Linked DNA regions of Macaca mulatta: region 2 is linked to region 1. Evidence: chromatin contacts called from public Micro-C data. All regions are on one chromosome and are shown on one strand. Each heading gives the region's core, a stretch centred on a gene start, on an enhancer-like site or on the middle of the called end of the contact. The rest is flanking DNA. Distances are from core to core; before and after follow the strand shown. Region 1 has its middle 16 kb from the start of PTTG1. Region 2 has its middle 24 kb from the start of MIR146A.

The links. Hi-C and Micro-C count contacts between places; a contact is called where the count stands out from the background.
Region 2: a contact with region 1 is called in a Micro-C map of CD4 T cells, with 12 times the contacts expected there. The contact joins two enhancer-like sites. A contact is called at or near these places in 5 of 14 Hi-C or Micro-C datasets (CD4 T cells, cortical neurons, fetal cortex germinal zone and 2 more).

Annotation. Positions count from the first base shown.
Region 1 is chr6:169,293,082-169,297,975 of T2T-MMU8v2.0, forward strand. No RefSeq gene overlaps it. Among named protein-coding and RNA genes, the nearest start is that of PTTG1, 16 kb to the left of the region's middle. Within about 2 kb of position 3,455, at least 21 of the 40 cell types and tissues checked have an H3K27ac peak or open chromatin away from gene starts, as enhancers often do. A contact at or near this core is called in CD4 T cells, where this site is marked.
Region 2 is chr6:169,369,721-169,374,804 of T2T-MMU8v2.0, forward strand. No RefSeq gene overlaps it. Among named protein-coding and RNA genes, the nearest start is that of MIR146A, 24 kb to the left of the region's middle. Within about 2 kb of position 2,136, at least 22 of the 40 cell types and tissues checked have an H3K27ac peak or open chromatin away from gene starts, as enhancers often do. A contact at or near this core is called in CD4 T cells, where this site is marked.

The DNA.
Region 1 (4,894 bases), core at 2,205-4,704:
TGAGAACGTACTTTTGAACAAAGATTTGAAGGAACTGAAAGAGATACACAGAGGACTTCCAGGGCTGTATCTATCAAGGAAGTTAGAGAACATTTGCAAAGCCACTGATGTAGGAATGGATTTAGTATGTTTGAGGAATTGCAAAAAGGTCGGCAGGGCTGGAGGGTAGTGAGTGATAGGGAGAGGGGCAGGAGACAGGGCCAGAGAAGTAGGGACATGTTGTATCATGGAGGATCTTAGGGGCCGTGAAAATGAGTTTGGGTTTTAAGTGTATGTCCCTGAAAGACCAAAAGAAGGAGGCAGAGTAATGTTGAGCTGGGAAGATGGAGAGTGGGGTGCTCGAAGATCAGATAATCAGTTATGGAGAGTTTGAAGTTTTTCGTAGTGACAGTGTCTAGGAGATGACCATGGGACTGGGTGGTTGCGGTAGATGGAAGACAAGCTCATTGGAGAATTGCCAAGGAATTCAGAGGATAGCATCTTGGAAGGCATAGACAGAATGAAGGACCAATAGTAAAGAGAATGGCAGTGAGCTACAGACAAAAATCTTTAAGGAGAGAAGGGAATGACACAAGTGTTTGCAATGAGATAAGCAGTGGATGGGCCTGTTTGATGATATAAGATTCCAAGCTAGAGTTTTAGGGCAGAGGGAGGGAGTGTGTGGTCTGGAGGCAATAGTGAGGATCCAAGAGTACACTATCCCATCTCCCTATTGTTATAGTGGAGAATGGAGTGGAACAGGGGTCCCCTCTTCACTGATGCTGATGGGAAGGCCACATGAGGGTTGGTGACCAGGGAGGGATGGCAGCCAGGGAAGCCCCCCTCTAGCTGTGAAATATGATGTCTTTTAGGATACTGCTATTCACGACTCATTTACATATTTTAATAAAACACAATTGGGAGTATCACTTCTTGACACCGGGCTTCTTAGTCTAGGTGAAATTGAGTGAGAATTTCTAAGAAGTTCTTTTCCCTAGAAGTGGAATAATAGGAATGAATAGTGATATAGTTTGGCTGTGTCCCTACCAGAATCTCATCTTGAATTGTAGCTCACATAATCCCCGCATATCGTAGGAGGTGCCTGGTGGGAGGTAATTGAATAATGGGGGTGGTTACCTCCATGCTGTTCTCATGATAGTGAGTTCTCACAAGATTTGATGGTTTTATAAGGGGCTTTTCCCCACCTTTGCTCTGTACTTCTCCTTGCTGCCACCATGTGAAGAAGGACGTGTTTGCTTCCCTTTCCTTCATGACTGTAAATTTCCTGAGGCCTCCCCAGCCCTGCAGAACTGTGAGTCAATTAAACCTCTTTCCTTTATAAATTACCCAGTCTTGGGTATTTCTTCATAGCAGCGTGAGAACAGACTAATACAAATAGTTCTTTATATAGAGGCATCTAGGATTAAAGCAAAGACCCTCTTTATTGCTTGAAGGATTCTGTTTTGGCACTCATCATCGCCCTGATGGCTGGCTGCATCCAGAACACAGAGGAAGAAAGAGTTGCCTTCAAGGATATGCAATTGCCAGGAAAAGAGCCAGAATGTAAAAAATAAAGAGGTTGAAATGAGTTTGTGAAGTCACTAAGAACATTACAGGTGGAATGAACTCCCTGGAGATGTGACTCTCAGGAGGGCAGAGCCCTTTGTTCACTTGCCCTGTGGACAGCATATTGTACACCAGTGCTTTTCAAAGGGTACCTAGACATACCAGGGGTCCCTAAGACCTTTTAGGGATACATGACATCAAAATCATTTCAACAATAGTGCCAGGATGTTATTTGCCTCTTAAATTTTCATTCTTTCACAGTGTACAGTAGAGTTTTCCAGGAGCTACTCCAAGTGTGGTATTATAGCAGAGCAAATGAAGAAGCAGATATGAGAATCAGCGGTCTTAAGCCAGATAGTAGAGATTTTCAGAAATGTAAAACAATGTCATGTTAATTTTCTAAATGCAGTTTTTTTTTTGGTTTAGGAAAATACTTTTTATAAAATTATGTTAATTATGTTATAATTAATTGGTTTATTATGGTAATGTTAAATAAGTAAATATATTTTAAACTCCTCAGCTTTAATTTCTAAAACTGTAAAGATTGATAGGTATAATCCTTACAAACAAAGACTCTTTTTCATCCTTTAAAATTTTTTTAAGAGTGTAAAAGAAGCCAGGCCAGGTGGCTTGCATCTATAATCCCAGTGCTTTGGGAGGCTGAAGTGGGAGGATTGCTTGAGCATAGTAAAACCCCATCTCCACAAACAACAACAAAACCCAGACTGTAAAGGAATTCTGAGACCAAACAGTTTGAGAACAGCATGTCTAGTGGATGAGCACCCAGGCTCTGGAGTTAATATGCTTGGTTTGAATCCTGGCTTTGTGATCTTAGGCAAGTTACTTGACCAGAGACTTAATTTCCTTATCAGGAAACTAGGCTGTCTCACAGTTATTGTGAGCAACAAATGAAATAATGTATTATTCATTATTTCACAAACGATCATTTTGTAAATACTATTTCATCAAGTAATTTATTGAATACTCTATCTATGTATACAAAACCCTGTGGTTCCTGCTTTGAAGGATGTAAAATGACACAAGCCACAGCTCCTACTAGCAAGAGGATTGCTGTCAAGAGCGAGATTTCTGGATTTGTTCAATTCCCAGCTCCGCCCTTGACTAACTGATCTGACCTTCAGCATGCCACTTGCTGTTGGCTACGGTCAGATCCTAAAGGCATCTTCGATGGTCCACAGAGTAGACGGTAAATTCCCACTTACATCTTTGAAGCATCTCCTGCCTCAGTTTAACAATTGGTTTCGTCCTTCCCTTTGAAAATGATCTACATCACCTTTCCTCCCAAGCTAATGTAACCATGCCACTAGAGGGCACCTCCTGCCTTCTCAGTCAGTCATTCGCAGCTTCCTCTAATTTAGAAATGTTCTTTCAGCTGAGATGGGTGGTAGGTTGAGATCTGATATCTTTAGGATTTCCTCAGCTTGATGGATGTGGTAAGTTTTGCTTGAAAATCCTGATTTTTTTTCTTTTTCCTCTTTTCTTTTAAATCAGACCTCTTTTAATAAAACTGGGGTGGAAAGGTTGGTGGAAGGGAGAGCGCTGTTACCACCACCACCTGACATTGATAAGTACTTACTTGCTGCCAGATCAGTGCTAAGTGCCTCACACGCATCGTCCTTTGGACTCTCAGAGCAACGCCATGGGGTGTGGGTATGCGTGAGCATTCATTACTGACGGTTGGAAACTTGGGCTCTGATTGGTTAAGTAACTTTTGCAACATCGAGCTAGAAGGCACACTTGGTACCACGAAGCGGTCTCCAGAGAAGCTTGTCCTTCCCTGGCTGTTAAGTCAAGCAGGGAGCGCCGGGTCCTGCTGCTCTAGGACAGTAGTTCTCAGCCTTATCAGACATAAAAGCCCCTTTCTGTATGAAAGATTTCGTAATACCTCCTGTACTATCCTGAAGTGATATCCACAGGCAGTGTATGCCTATGCTTACATGTCCGCTTACATAGAATGCAAATGAGACCTTTTCCTTTTAGGAAAGTATGTCTTAACAAGCATTAGGCTTGTCTATCTACACCAGATGACAAAGGTGCCGGGCTAATTTCCTAACTGCCCACCAGGGGGCGGCATACCGCTTTCCCTGCTGCGATCTGCTCGCACAGTCAGTCCGCCTCCGTAGTGGCGTTGGCCGTTTCTCCTTCAACTGGAATCGCCCGGTTAGACTCCTCCTGACGTCCGCGGAGTGGTACAGGGGTTGTGGTGGGGAGTGACACGAAGAAGTCACAGATCGTGGTGCTCACCCCCATGTTAGCGTGATAGATTTCTGGTCACATGTACCCAGCATGAGTACAGTCACATGCTTTAAAATTTTAGTTTCCTTACTGAGTGACTTGCTTACACAGTGATTACGAAGTAACATGTTTATTTTCATTGATACTGCTTTAAAAAATTGTTATAGGCAGTGAGCAGTGTTCGTTTAGTATTTTTCTTTAAATCAACTTAATTTTTCTTTAACATGAATACATATATTTAAACGGAAACTTTAATGTGTCAATGGAAAATTTGCATCATTTGACATAATTGGAGAGTAACCAAGACAAAAAGAAAAAAAGCAATGGTACTAAGTTCTTGCTGATACTGATACGGTTTCCCACCAAGGATCCATTTTCTCTCTTAAAAGAGTTTCTTAAGGAAATGTTTAAGGAAGGCTGTCAAAGATATATTAGCACTGAATTGAGATTCTCCTTCAAGTAATCAGAAAGACTAAAACAGAAGTGAAAAGGGAATAGTTTTCTGATGATGTTGATCAACATTATTTTATTTTTATTTTTTAATTTCAATAGTTTTTGGGAACAAGTGGTGTTTGGTTACATGGATAAGTTCTTTAGTGGTGATTTCTGAGATTTCGGTGTACCCATCGCTGGAACAGTGTATATTGAACCCAATGTCCAGTCTTTCATCCCTCACCCCTCTCACCCTTTCCCCCGGAGTCCCTAAAGTCCATTATATCATTCTTATGCCTTTGCATCCTCATAGCTGAGCTCCCACTTAAAAGTGAGAACATACGATATTTGGTTTTCCATTCCTGAGTTACTTCACTTAGAACAATAGTCTCCAGCTCCATCCAGGTTGCTGTGAATGCCATTATTTCATTCCTTTTTGTGGCTGAGTAGTATTCCATGGGGTATATATACCACATTTTCTTTATCCACTCATTGGTTGATAGGCATTTAGGTTGGTTCCATATTTTTGTAATTGTGAATTGTGATGCTATAAACATGGGTGTGCAAGTGTCTTTTTCATATAATGACTTCTTTTCCTTTGGGTGGATTCCCAGTAGGATCGAATGGCAGATCCACTTTCAAGATCAACACTATTTAAAGT
Region 2 (5,084 bases), core at 886-3,385, 75 kb after region 1:
GTGAGGGGTGTGTGTGTGTGGTGTATGTGTGTGCATGGTGTCTGTATGTGTGGGGTGTGTGGGGTGTGATGGGTGTGCGTGTGTGATGTATGTGTGTGAGGGGTGTGTGTGTGTGGTGTCTGTGTGTGTGTGGTGTATGTGTGTGAGAGGTGTGTGTGTGTGGTGTCTGTGTGTGTGTGGTGTCTGTATGTGTGGGGTGTGAGGGGTGTATGTGGTGTGTGTGTGGTGTATTTGTGTATGGGGTGTGAGGGGTGTGTGTGGTGTGTGTGAGGGGTGTCTGTGTATATGTGCATGGGTGTGTGTGAGGGGAGTGTGTGTGTGGTTTATGTGTATGTGGTGTATGTGTGTGTGGGGTGTGTGTATGGGTGTGTGTGGGGTGTGTGTGTGGGGTGTGTGTGTGGGGTATGTAGGGGTGTGTGTGTGGGCTGTGTGGGGTATATGTGTGTGTATGTGTGTGTGGGGTGTGTGTATGGGTGTGTGTGGGGTGTGTGTGTGGGGTGTGTGTATGGGTGTGTGTGGGGTGTGTGTGGGGTGTGTGTGTGGGGTATGTAGGGGTGTGTGTGTGGGCTGTGTGGGGTATATGTGTGTGTATGTGTGTGTGGGGTGTGTGTATGGGTGTGTGTGGGGTGTGTGTGTGGGGTGTGTGTGTGGGGTATGTAGGGGTGTGTGTGTGGGCTGTGTGGGGTATATGTGTGTGTATGTGTGTGTGGGGCATGTGTGGCAGGCCCAGGCCAGTGCTGTTTCCCTGCTTTCTCAGATCCTTTTCTCAGAACCTTGGAGTTCCTGACTCTGTGTGAGAAGGCATAGGTGGGTGGCGGGGTGGTGTGAACACTGGGCCACTGTCTCTTCTCTTTCCCTGGCTTTTATCTCCTTCTTAAGATGCTGTCATTTCCCCGGCGGTCCTGACCTTCCCGGGAATAGTGATGGGGAATCCCAGGTCCCAAGCTGCCGGCTGTCAGGCCTGGAGCACAGGACGGGTCCCAGGGGTGCAGGTCACAGACCCAGAGACCCTGTCTCTTTGGCTCTTCCCTTCTCTCCTGGGGCCTCTGCTCACCTGATTTCTGGGGAAATGTCAGATGTGTTCAGCTTCAGTAATCCTGCCACTTTTCCAGATACAAGGAAAAATCTTTGTGTTTATTATTATTATTACTATTATTATTTAACGTCTAGAAATTTTCCCCTGACAAAAAGAGAGTGGCTTTGGCTGCCTGCCACCTTGGCCAGGAGCTAAGGGACAGGGCAGGCTGAGAACACAAGTCCTTTTTGGGGTCTGCTTGGATGGCAGTGAAGGCAGTGGAGAAGAGATCACCTCCTGTGAGAGCCAGTCCCCACAAGCGTGTAGGCATCACAGCAGAGTTCTGGGCTCCCAGGCTGCTGGTTCCTCCAGTTTCCACCTCTGGTCTCCCTCTTTCCTGGCCTGGGGATGTAGAAGGGTGCAGGGTGAAAGACTTGGTCTTCTACCGCATGGATTCTCTGAGCTGCCCCAGCAGGACCGTGACTCTCTGAAGCCTGAAACGATTTGAACAGCCCCCTGTCAGGCAGCTCCTTGCTGGCTGATGTTGGCTTGAATATGTCAGTCATGGAGAACTCACCACTTCCTGAATCTCTCCATTTCAGTCTTGGATGGTTCTAGAGAGAGGAGCAGAACTGGAATATGCGGCTAGGGCTATGTGAATTGACAGGTTCTGGTCTTTGGACCGCAAATTCCTCTTTCACTTAAAAATCCTTTGGGCTCTTGCCCTTTGTGTCTCTAGCTCTTTGGACATTGTTCTTAGGGAAAGGTTTCCAGTGTCCCATCTAACACTTGGGTGGGCTGGGCCCGTTGTTCGTGGGAAGGGGTGTAAGTGTAGGGGAAATCCATTTGTCATAAGAGAGAATCAGGTAGGGGCGGGACAAGGTAACTTCTCAGTTTCTGTTCTTATGCATCTGGGCTCCCACCTTCCCTCATTCTATGAAGAACCTGGAGAGTCCATCATTCTTGGACCTTTTCCCCTCAGTGCAAGGAAAACAAGTTGGAGAAGTGACAGTGTCCTGGGATGAGCCCAGCAGCTTTCTTCCCTTTCTCACTCAGCCTCTGCCTCTCTCCCCACAACTGTTTCCTGCCTGGGGCGGTACAGACAGCAGCCAGTGCGCCTGAGCCCTGTTATTTAAAATGCAGCCGTCACCATGGCAACCTGCATCCTGCTCCATTTCAACCAGAGATACAAAGAAGCAGTGAAAGGGAAAGTTTAATAATGTTTTCTTTTCGTTTTCTTTTCTTCTTTTTTTATGAATCTCACTGACTGTTCATCTTTTTGGGAAATAGAAATGTTCCATTTTGGTGGCATTATCAAAATGTCATTCATTTTCATGCCCCGTGGCTTCTGGAGGGTCAAAGTCATCACTTGCTTTCTAGGGCTGCTGCTGTCACCCCGTTTCCCCCTTCAGAATGGATGATGAGTGTTATTCCACATTTAGGCTTTTCAAAAGATTTGGGGTTGGACTAACCCTAGAGAGTGTTTATGGCTTTATTCTCCCTTCTACTTCCCTGGTGTCAAATCTCAGAGTCACGGCAAGATAAAAAAGCTAGAAGAGACCTTAAAGCTCACTGACTCTGTGGTGCCATTTTTGTTTCAGTGTGTGTAGTACCTCTTCCCCAGCATTTTGAGAGTGCTTCCTCATTACTGTCATGGAGCTTGGCCTCTGGGTGGTGGTCCTGTGATTCACGTGGAGCCAAGAATTTCCCCTAACCACTGTGATTGGCTCATGTGGTCCAAAAGGCATGGCTGAGCTGCAGTTCTGGGTCTGAGAGAGAGCCCCTTTACTTTTCTGCTGAGGGGAGGAAAGTCTTGAGCTGCCAGAGACCCTCACAGAGAAGGAACTTGCCTACAAGTGGAGTGAACACAAAGGGAAGCAGAGCTGATGGATGGAGAAGAGAAACCAGGATTGGATGACGTTGCTTGATATCTTAGATCGAGTCAACCCTGAATCCATGGCTTTGCAGTTTCGTGAGCAATATATTCCATTTTTTTTTTTTTTTACTTTAAGCCAGCTTCAGTTGGGGTTTCCGACAGCAGAAAACCACGACTTTGATGTTACATACCTCAAGTTCCTTCTTTTACAAATGAAAGCATGGAGACCCAGTGCAGGAAAGTAGCATCCAAGGTCACACAGAGAGGCAGCTCTGAAGGTCAGGTCTCCTGATGTCCTCAAAGCCTTTCAATCTGCCTGTCCTTTGGTCCTCTGTTTTCAGGCAGATTCTGTTACCTTTGCGGGGGCAAAAGCTGAGCCTATGGATGATCATGATCAAAAAGTGTAATTACGGTAAAGACCCTTGCTCAACTACTCACCCCAGGGTGATCGTGAGCATTTGGTGTGATGTCCAAGGAAAGTGTCCACCCTCGGCTTGTACAAGGAAAGCACTCACAGTTGGCTCTGTGTAGCCTTGTGGACAGACCTTAGGTACACTTGGCTTGTTTTCTCCATTGAGACAAGATCTGTTTGTTCAGTCTGCAAACAAATGTCACACATTCAACCAACACTTACAATTTTATTAATTTCGTTGAACAGCATTAATTGAGGGCCTCCTATGTACTAATCACTGTTTTGGGGGCACAGATTCAATGGTCATTAAGGGAGACTCAGTGCCTAACCTCACGGAGCTTATATAATTTACTGTAGACATGAAAATAACCAGAGATTATTTCACAGTCTGTACATAAAACTACGGACTGTGAAAAAGTCTTATGCTGGGAAAGTTCCCCATACCATGAAAGCATAAGACGAGGGCCCATCTCATTTTCAGAGTTGGAGGGAGCCTTGAGCTGAGACGGGCAGAAGGAGCAGGAGTAAACTGAGCAAAGGGAGGTGGGGTTGGGGACTAGGGGACTGACCCTTCAAAGCTGGGAAAAGAGGAAGGCAGGACTTTGAATTAATTCTTGCCAGTGTTGGCAGGGGGCACCATCTGCCAATGTCCTTCTCTTTTGCCACTTTAAGTCTTTCTGTTCCTGCCCTATAGATTCCCTGAGCCCCCTTATTCCCACGACTCTCTAGGTCAGTTATATAATCTATTTTCCAACCCAGGAACTTGGATGCCTAAGTTAAGATCTGTTTCGGGCTAAAGACTAGATAGTCGCGTTTTTGTGTGTGAGATTAAACATCATTCCCATGATAACGAGGTCTGCTTTTAAAGAGAAAGATAGGGGTTGCCTTTATCTTTCCTGAAAAGTGCTATCTTCTCGAATCTAACTTCCGTTTGATTTGTTGTCTGCTGGTGAATGTGACTGCAGTAAAGTTTATTGCCACTAGAGGGCAGGAACACCAAGGCAAAGGACTGAGAAGCGTGAGACCAGGGCTATGAAGTCTGCAGGCACACCCAGATAACCCGATAGGGTTTGCACTGGTGTGGGACGTGTCAAATTCCAAGCCCAAACTCTGCGTGTCTCAATTCAGATACATCGTCTACACACTCAGATGATTTCATTCTGCACGTTGTAATCACTGTAGATGCTAGTGCCAGAAAAGAAAGAATAAAAAAGGGCTTTTGATGGGGGAGGTTCCTGCTGTTTATAAAACAACGAAATCATGTCTTGGGTTTCACCTTAAAGAGTCCTTTAAAATGTTTCCAGGAGTCAGAGGGCCCCAGTGTTGGTTCTCAATGTGCTGTGTGACCTTGCTTAAGAAATGAAACTACTCTGGGCCTAAATTACCCCTTCGTAAAAGGATAACATGGTGATGTGAAGATTCTTCTGATTCAAAGAAGAGAAATGGTAAAGATGATTGAGACTGGAGAACTGCCCATTTAGATGCCTATTTGTGATTTGTGTGATTTCTAATTCTGGGGGCTCTTCATACTGAGGGAGCTTTATTTTCCTGACTCATACGCTTTTTTTTTTTTTTTTTTTTTTTCATTTCAGCAGTTGAATATACTTTAACAGAAAGGAATGAAGAGCTAAGGGTGGAATTTTGGCAGGTGGTGAAGAAGGTACTGTTGGTTCTTTCAAATCACACCATGACAGTCAGTATTCTCTTTGCCTTTGATGGGGATGAGACTGATATGGGAGACTTGGCGAATATCTGTGTGAGTTACGTGTATCCCTGAAACT